Linked DNA regions of Capra hircus: region 2 is linked to region 1. Evidence: chromatin contacts called from public Hi-C data. All regions are on one chromosome and are shown on one strand. The core of a region is the stretch at or near the end of the contact, and the rest is flanking DNA. Distances in the headings are between cores, read along the strand shown.

Region 1 (4,210 bases), core at 1,127-3,626:
GCTCAGAGAGCTTCTTCAGCATCCCCAGTGATTTCTTATGGGCATTGAGAATCAATGCTCTATACCAAGGGTTCTAACAGAACCCAGAGGGAGCATGAGCTTGGTTGGGGAAAAAAAAATCTTTCTTTTCCCTAGCTTTCAACTAAAATTCAGCATTTCATTCAATAATGAACATATGCAAAAAATAAAAGTAGAAGGAAAACCTTCTGCTTGATAACCATGTCACCAAAAAAAAAAAAGGGAAAAATCACAGATACTTTCAGAACTCATCCCAGTGAGTGCAGATATCTCAAAATACTGTTGATGCCATTCCCTGCTCAAAATTACAACAGTTATGAGATCTGCTGCTGAATTTGTTAATGTATTCATTGAAAAGCATGTATATTACAGTATTATAAATTAGGTTTAAAAGTAATTTTGATAACTATTTCAATACAACTGTTTTCCTTTGTAATTCCATGTATCTTGTTTCAGGCATAAAAGAAATATTATTCTGAGAAGGGGGTTCAAAGGCAGAAGGTAGAAAATGTCCTCCAACTCTAGACCTTCTGCAGCCCTGAATCTGCAGACTTGCCTCCTAGTGCTCTGAGTGTTGGCACCAGCGGAGTGGAATAATGCAGGTGAGGCAAGAGGCAGCATGCTCCTGGGAGTGAGAGATGGGACTCTGGCCGGTGTCATATCCCAAACCTCTATTGAGTACAAACTGTCAATCAAGTGTTCTTTTTTTAATGATCAAAAAGATACCTATTTAACTTCCATCTTCACAGAATACTAAACTAAACTGGGGAAAAACCCAACACCCAAAAAGTTGTGAGTCTCACAGAGCAAGATACTTCCTGTCCCTTGTTAAAAGCACATATTATGAGGTGTAAAGACAAGAAAACACGCAGGAACTGACAAAAGAAATGGAGGCTAAGCAGAAAACAAAAAAATCCCTCTGCTCAGGATCCCAGAAAAAAGACTCTGAAAACCAGTTCCAATACCTGATAAGCAGCAGCAATAGACAGGAAAGTGCACAACTCTTCAGTGTAGAGTGAAATGATGTTCAAATATATATATATATATCGCAGAAGGCAATGGCACCTCACTCCAGTACTCTTGCCTGGAGAATCCCAGGGACGGGGGAGCCTGGTGGGCGTCCGTCTATGGGGTCGCACAGAGTCGGGCACGACTGAAGTGACTTAGCAGCAGCAGTCTATATATGTGTGTGTGTGTACACACACACACACACATATATATATACACACACACACACACATATCCTTGTGGGCTTCGAAGTTGGCATTAGTGGTAAAGAAACTGCCTGCCAATGCAGGAGATGCAAGAGATGTGGATCTAATTTCTGGGTCAGGAAGATCCCCTGGAGGAGGGCATGGCAACCCACTCCAGTATCCTTGCCTGGAAAATCTCATGGACAGGGGAGTCTGGTGGGCTACAGTACATGGGGTCTCAAAGAGTTGGACAGGACAGAAGCAAATGAGCACGCATGCACATATACCTTTTGTAACTACCTGATCAAGACAGAGAACCTTTTCAGTATCCTAGAAGGTTCCTTCATGCATTTTCCCAGTCAACACTCAATCACACTCTGAAAGGTAAGCACTATTGTGACTTTTATCACCATAGACTAGTTTTACTTACTCTTGAACTTCATGGAAATGAAATCATATCATCTGTATTCATTTGAGTCAGGTCCTTTGTTCTTAGACCTTATGTGTGTGACATTCACTTTATCCGTGAAGCAGTAGCTCATTCCTCACTGCTACACAGCAGTCCACGTATGAACTCCAAAATTCATGTATTTACTTTCCAGTTGATGGACATATGAATATTTTCCAGTTTTTGGTAATTAAGAATAAAGCCATGATCGGGACTTCCCTGGTGGTCTAGTGGTTAGGACTCTGTGCTTCCAGTGCAGGGGCCACAGGTTTGATCCCTGGTCAGGGAACTAAAGATCCTGCATGTGCCACATGGTGTGGCCAAATTAAAAAATAAATAAAACTCACACACAGAAAATAATAAAGCCACAGTGAACTCTCTTTTCTGTTGGGTGTACATCCTGGGACCAAGGGGATACAGACATTCAGTTTGAGTAGATATTATCAACAGTCTCCAAGAGGAAGGCACCAATTTACACAATTAGCAATAAATAGAAGAGTTCCAGTTGTTCCACGTTCTCTGATCAACTCTGAGCAGTTCAGTGCTTTAAATTTTAGTGGTTTTAGAGTGGGTGTGCATGTGTGCCTGCTACGTCGCTTCAGTCATGTCCGACTCTTTGTGACTCTACGAACTGTAGCTTGCCAGGCTCCTCTGTCCATGGATTCCCCAGGCAAGAATACTGGAGCGGGTTGCCATGCTTTCCTCCAGGGGATGTTCCCGACCCAGGGGTCAAACCCACGTCTCTTGTGTCTCCTGCACTGGCAGGCAGATTCTTTGCCATCACCGCCCTGGAATGGGTGTAGTAGTACCCGACTGTTGTTTTAGTTTTACAATAAATTTTAACTATGACCTAAATTTTAGAGAAGATTCCAAAGATACAGAAAATCCTACAGCACTTCAAGGTGACAATGAAACATTATTTACTTGATATCAATCAAAAAGAAAGTTAGGAGGAAATATTCCGATGAATACATTTATCAGACAGCTAAACTTTAACATTGCAAATACCCATACTAATTGTATCCCTTTTTAGATAATCATTTGCTAGAAGGTATTGTGGAGTAATTAACTCAAATTCTTCTATACTGCAGACTTGCCTGAACACCTCCACAGGGTTGAATGAGTCTTGAGACTGAATCATTTCTGCATTAGATTCCAAAGTTCACAAAAGCTCCTTGTTGTGATCCTTGTTTTGTTTAACCACATATACTTGTGGGAAGTGAAGGACGATGACTGTATATGGCCAAGATACTGTGAGGAGAACTTAATCAAAATCCATGTGTAATACCCCGTTTTATCTGAATGCTCTCTAATATTTGACTTTAAGCAGGGAGTCCACATAACACAAGCACTCCAACTACAAATGAGAGCCATAGTTTCATATGATGCCCATCATTTTTCAGAGTCCTTTCTAGAGTGAGTTTAATTAATGAGCGAATGTTTTAAAACTGACTTTCCCTCACTTTCTAGGCTAAATTGCAAAAGAACACTGGCAATAAAAAGGTGGATCTTTAAAATAATAAATTAAAAAATGTCGACCTGCAAATATAAATATAAGTTGGTTGAAGAAAGTGAAATCACATAAAATTAAAATCCTTTCTTTCTCCCAACCCCCATGTCCTAATCTACTTTCTTTCCCTATAATAACTGTGTCATCAGATTGGCTTGGATAGTTTCAGGTCTTTTTATGCATTTACAAAAATGTGTTTATACATATGCGCATACACTCACATACATACATATGTACATAGACACACATAATCTGCTTTCATAAATGGGGCAGTATTATAGATACTACACTGAACCTTTTTTCCTAAGAAAAAATCTTAGATTCCTGTCAGCACCTACAGATCTACCTTGTTCTTTTTAACAACTACATAGCTTTTTAAAAAAATTAAACACTTCAGTTGAGTATAGATGTAAAACCTATGTAAACATAAAAGGGCCTAAAGTAAAAAGTTAAGGTCCTCTAACTTCTTCCCTGACTTCCCATTTCCACTCCAGAAGCAATTACTATTAAATTCTAAGGTGTCCCTTTGGAAATTTTCTTGCATATTAGCAAGCATGTTTACCTTTTTTGTTTGTTTTTAAGGAAATGGGATGATATCAAACAAACCATTCTGGAGTTTGCCTTTAAGTCTAGCGCTGTATGGTAAACATTTTCCTACGGTATTACATTTACCTCTACCTCATTCTAACAGCTACTAAGCATTCCATTGTATAAATGTATCATGATTTTCAAAATCATTCCTCTACTGAGGTTGTTTCCTGGTTATTTCTTTCCCATTTTAAAACAATGCTTCAAGGCACATCCTAGCAGCAGAACTGCTGACCAGATGGCATATGAATTTTTTCTTTTTCTTTTCTTTTATATTTTGGCCATGCTGCATGGCATGTGGGATCCCAATTCCCCAACCAGGGATCCAGTTCACACCCACTGCATTGGCAGTGCAGAGTTTTAATCACTGGACCACCAGGGAAGTTTCAGTATATGTATCTTTAATAATTACTAATTGCCTTCCCAAAGGATTGTACTCATTTACATGTCCCC
Region 2 (4,638 bases), core at 641-3,140, 96 kb before region 1:
CCGTGTCTTCTGCATTGGCAGGGGATTCTTTACCACTGAGCCACCAGGAAAGCCTGGTGAGGATGTACAGAAACTGAAATTCTCATACACTGCCACTAGAAATGTAAAATGCTGCTGCCACTGTGGAAGACAGTCTCATAGTTCCTCAGAAAGTTAAATAGAGTTACCATAGTTACACAGTAATTCCTCCTTTAAGCATAAACCCTAGCAAAATGACAATACGACCAAAAGAAAAGGTTTGCATGCATGTTTATAACATTATTCATAATAGCGCAAACTGGAAACCACTCAGATGTTCATCACCTGAGGAACAGATAACAAAACATGGTATAATCCATGTAATGGAATATTATTTGGCCATAAAAAGGAAGTACACTTCATGTTACGACATGGATAAGCCTTGAAACATACTAAGGGAAAGACCCCAGACACATATACTGTACGATTCTCCTTTCATGAAACAGGCAAATCCATAGGGACGGAACGATGAATAGTTGGCCAGGGACTAGGAGGAAAGGAGACTGTGGAGTAGTGTGAGATGATGAAAATGTTCTGGAATTAAACAGTCGCGATGGTTGCCTAACTTTGTGAATATAATAAAAGCCACTGAACTGTAATCTTTCAAATTTAGTATTATAGCATGCAAATTATATCGCAATTAAAAAAAAAACAAGAGTGGTAGTGTAGTCTTCGGGAACAGCTCTAAAAAAAGTAAACACGTCTGAACACTGGTCTTAGTACAGACTTCATGTTACTGAGCTGTACCCATCCATTGTACGTATTTCACCTTTGGTACTATGGGGAGGAGGATAATCATCCTGCTTGTGTTCCCGGGTCTGAGGGAAGACGATGTGAAATGTTGGATGTGAAATTGCACTTGAGGAGTGACAGACCGATTCCTGGTCTAGCAGAGGACGGCAATGCCTCAGTGGTTACTATTACATACACATTTGTTCTGTTCTGTAAAGCATTCAAGGTGCTTTCAAAAGCATCATCTTATTTGATGCTTACAGTTCTTAGAGGTGAACGAGGTAGTTAACGTCATTTTACCTTTTCCTCAATGAAGAAACAGGTCAAGAGACCTGGCTGGTACCCCCCGGCTTAAACAGGAATCCTAGCCTTCTGATTCTAAATTCCCAGGATTCGCCAAGATTTCACAATCCAACTGGGTTGAACCCACCCTCAGTATCACGGGAAGCCAACAGGCTCCCATTCTGAGTATCCCTGGTTGCTTCAAGAAGGCTGGAAGATCAGAAGCAATAGAGCAGGCCCTGAGCACGTCTCATTTTCCTTTCCAGGGCCCACTTCTACTTTTTAATGCCATAGGTACGTCAACAAATCAGAGTCAGGAACAGGATACTCAGAGATGATTCAGGACTGAGCTCTTCAATTTTTTTTGACACCATAATTATTCAAAAAAGGACCGTCCCCAACTACTTGCGGAAAGGATAACCGCTGAGTTCGGAACCGGGTCACACAGCAGCACTGGCGCGCAGGCTGGAAGCCACGAACCGCTCCAACACTCCTTCTCACCTCCTTCCTCCAGCATCTGGGTCCCACCTCGCGCCACCGCCTCCCAGCAGTTCTCTGAGCGTCGGCGTCGCTTCACTGCGGCCCCATCCCCGCTTTGGACTCTTCTCGCAGGCCTCTCCCCTCAACGGCCGAATCTGAGACTGCGGGGCTGAGCCGGGTCCGTCCTGTCCGGTGGGTCTTTCATTGTCTCCACAGCCACAGCCGGGCCCCGGCTGGGGAGCCCGTGACACAATTGCCGACTCGGTCTCTAGTGGAACACCACTTGAAAAAGCCCGCTGCCCTCTACGTGAAAAGGCTCCAGGACACGGCTACCGCCCGAAGCTCAGAAAATGCGGTCGCGGGCCTGCCTGTGCGCGAAAGAGGGGCGCGCCTTAAAAGCGTCACTTCCGGACACGCGCACATGCCTCCTTGCGCACGGGACTCCATCTCCCAGAAATCGCTGCGCTCTGTTGCAGACGGATGGCTTTTTGTCGCTCTCGGTAGGAGGCTGTGACCCACACACCTTCGTGGACCGTATTTCCTAGCCAGGCTTCCGGCTGTTTCTGCTCCGAGAATGTGTTTCCCGTCACGCTTTGTTGTACGTGCCACGCAGAGGTCCATCCACCGAATCGAATAACCCGGGCGTCTTCGATAGGAAGCAACTTGGCCGCTAAGGCTCCGAGAGCGGTGCTTTTAGCGCAGGCGCTGATACGCATCGTCGCTGAGCGCCTGGTTTCTCCTCAATGATTTGACTTGCCCAGGACTGCGGCTCAGCTAGTCCTTCAGCTCAGGGCCCAACCCCAGCCACCTTCACTGGTCTTCGTGAGTCCAACGTAGAGTTTAGGGCGGGGGAGTAAAGGAAGTGAGGGCCCCCTCTGTGAACAGGGCAGTCACAGGTTGGGTTGGAACGCTCGAAGTATCCATCAGACGTTCCCAAGAAGGAACGTCTTTCAGTAATTTCAGGGGCAGGAGCACACTTAATAGAGTTCGATCAGAATTATGGAGGAAGGAGTTTCCTGAATAGTCGGCCCTTGGAGGCTTCTGTGCTGCCAAAGGGGATATTTCAAAGTGGGCTTCCTCAGAGCATTGATGAAAATTTCCCACAAGCCTGTTGATCTTCACTAATCAAGCAATTTTCTAATGATCAATTTAGTTTTAGAGATATTTTTTGACGTTAAGGAGAGAAGAATGTATTACTTGGGCAGCAGAAATGAGTTTGGGGGTCCTGAACCTCTTTCCATTTTGTCTCTGTCCCTCTTAATCACTGGTGGTAGTGTCTTTCCCAATATAATTCTAACTTTGTGGGGTCTTCTATGAACTTACTGGGATTCACTCCATGAGACAACTCACACCCACAGACCTCTTTGAGATAAAACCTTCTCTACCTTAGGCTTTCAGTGTCATATCTTTCTGGCTTTTCCTACTGTTGATGGCATTCTTATGAGAAGACTACTGAAGTGGTTTGCCGTTCCCTTCTCCAGTGGACCATGTTTTGTTAGAACTCTGCTCCATGACCCGTCCATCTTGGATGGCCCTACAGGGCATGGCTCATAGTTTCTTTGAGTTAGACAAGGCTGTGATTCATGTGACCAGTCCATGGCGTCGCAAACAGCTGGACACTACTGAGCAACTAAACTGAACTGAACCTTAGGCTTGTGTGATTTTTAGGCTTACAACTTTGGAGATCAGAAGGCTGAGATGGATCTCCCTGGGCTAAAATCAAGGTGTTTTCCGGGCTCTGTTCCTTCTGGAAACTCTAGGCAAAGAGTCGCTTTCGTTCCTTTTTCCAGCTTCCAGAGGCTGCCTGCATTTCGTGGCTAGTGGGCTAGTGGGCTCTTCTAGCTGATGTGTTCTGCCACAGGCTAAGCAGGTGCTAAACCCCTAATAGCCACTAGGAAGTAGAAGAGGGTTTCCTGCCTTAGTCTTGCAAACCCACCTGTGGCCACCGGGAGGTAGCAGAGTGCTTCACGTCTCAGTTGGTTCAGTGGCTCAGTCCTGCCTGCCTCTTTGGGATCCCATGGACTGCAGCACGCCAGGCTTCCTTGTTCTTCACTATCTCCTGGAGTTGGCTCAGGGTCAAGTCCATTGAGTCGGTGATGCGATCCAGCCATCTCATCCTGTTGCCCCCCCTTTTCCTGCCCTCAAATCTGTCCCAGCATCAGGGTCTTTTCCAGTGAGTCCGCTCTTCACATCAGGTAGCCAGCCACAGTATTAGGTTTTCAGCTTCAGCATCAGTCCTAAAGAATACTCAGGTTTGATTTCCTTTAGGATTAACTGGTTTGGTCTCCTTGTTGCCCAAGGGACTCTCAAGAGTCTTCTCCAACATCACAGTTTGAAAGCATCAGTTCTTTGCCGCTCAGCTTTCTTAATGGTCCAACTCTCACATCCGTTCATGACTACTGGAAAAATGATCAGTCAGTCAGTACAGTTGCTCAGTCGTGTCTGAATCTTTGCAACCCCATGGACTGTAGCATTCCAAGGCTCCCTGACCATCACCAACTCCCAGAGTTTACTCAAACTCATGTCCATAGAGTCAGTGATGCCATCCAACCATCTCATTTTCTGTCGTCCCGTCTCCTCTTGCCTTCACTTTATCCCAGCAACAGGGTCTTTTCAAATGAGTCAGCTCTTCACATTAGGTGGCCAAAGAATTGGAGTTTCAGCGTCAACCACAGTCCTTCCAGTGAACATTCAGGATTGATTTCCTTTAGGATGGACTAGTTGGATCTCCTTGCAGTCCAAGGGACTCTCGAGTCTTCTCCAACAGCACAGTTCAAAAGCATCAGTTCATCAGTACTCAGCTTTCTTTATAGTCCAACTCTCACATCATAGTTTTGACAACATGGACCTTTATTGGCAGTGATGTCTATTTTGCTCCGTCCACTGTGTTGCGTTAGGGAATTTCTTGCCATAGGTTCTTAAAAGCCAGGATCCTCCTGGAAATTGTCCTGGGGGTGCTAGTGGGTGATGGGATGGATGTTGGTTGGCAGCACACTTTTCTATCCCAGGCTAGGTAAAGCACAGCTTCTTCACCTGTCCTCTGGGGACATTTCATCCTGCCCCACTTCATGGGTGTGTGCCGGATGGTCCTGGACTGGGTTCCTGTGGTAGATATAGGACTGTCAG

The links. A called contact is a pair of places that touch in the nucleus more often than the background predicts.
Region 2: a contact with region 1 is called in a Hi-C map of blood, with 4 times the contacts expected there. The contact joins the promoter of ZNF79 here to the enhancer-like site in region 1. A contact is called at or near these places in 2 of 5 Hi-C or Micro-C datasets (both in blood).

What each region holds. Positions count from the first base shown.
Region 1 is chr11:97,609,632-97,613,841 of ARS1.2, reverse strand. All of the region lies in intron 4 of GARNL3 (GTPase-activating Rap/Ran-GAP domain-like protein 3), which reads right to left. Among named protein-coding and RNA genes, the nearest start is that of SLC2A8, 83 kb to the left of the region's middle. Within about 2 kb of position 2,376, at least 1 of the 5 cell types and tissues checked has an H3K27ac peak or open chromatin away from gene starts, as enhancers often do.
Region 2 is chr11:97,704,692-97,709,329 of ARS1.2, reverse strand. ZNF79 (zinc finger protein 79) reads right to left here and starts at 1,890. Exons shown (of 4, transcript XM_018055809.1): 1 at 1,534-1,890.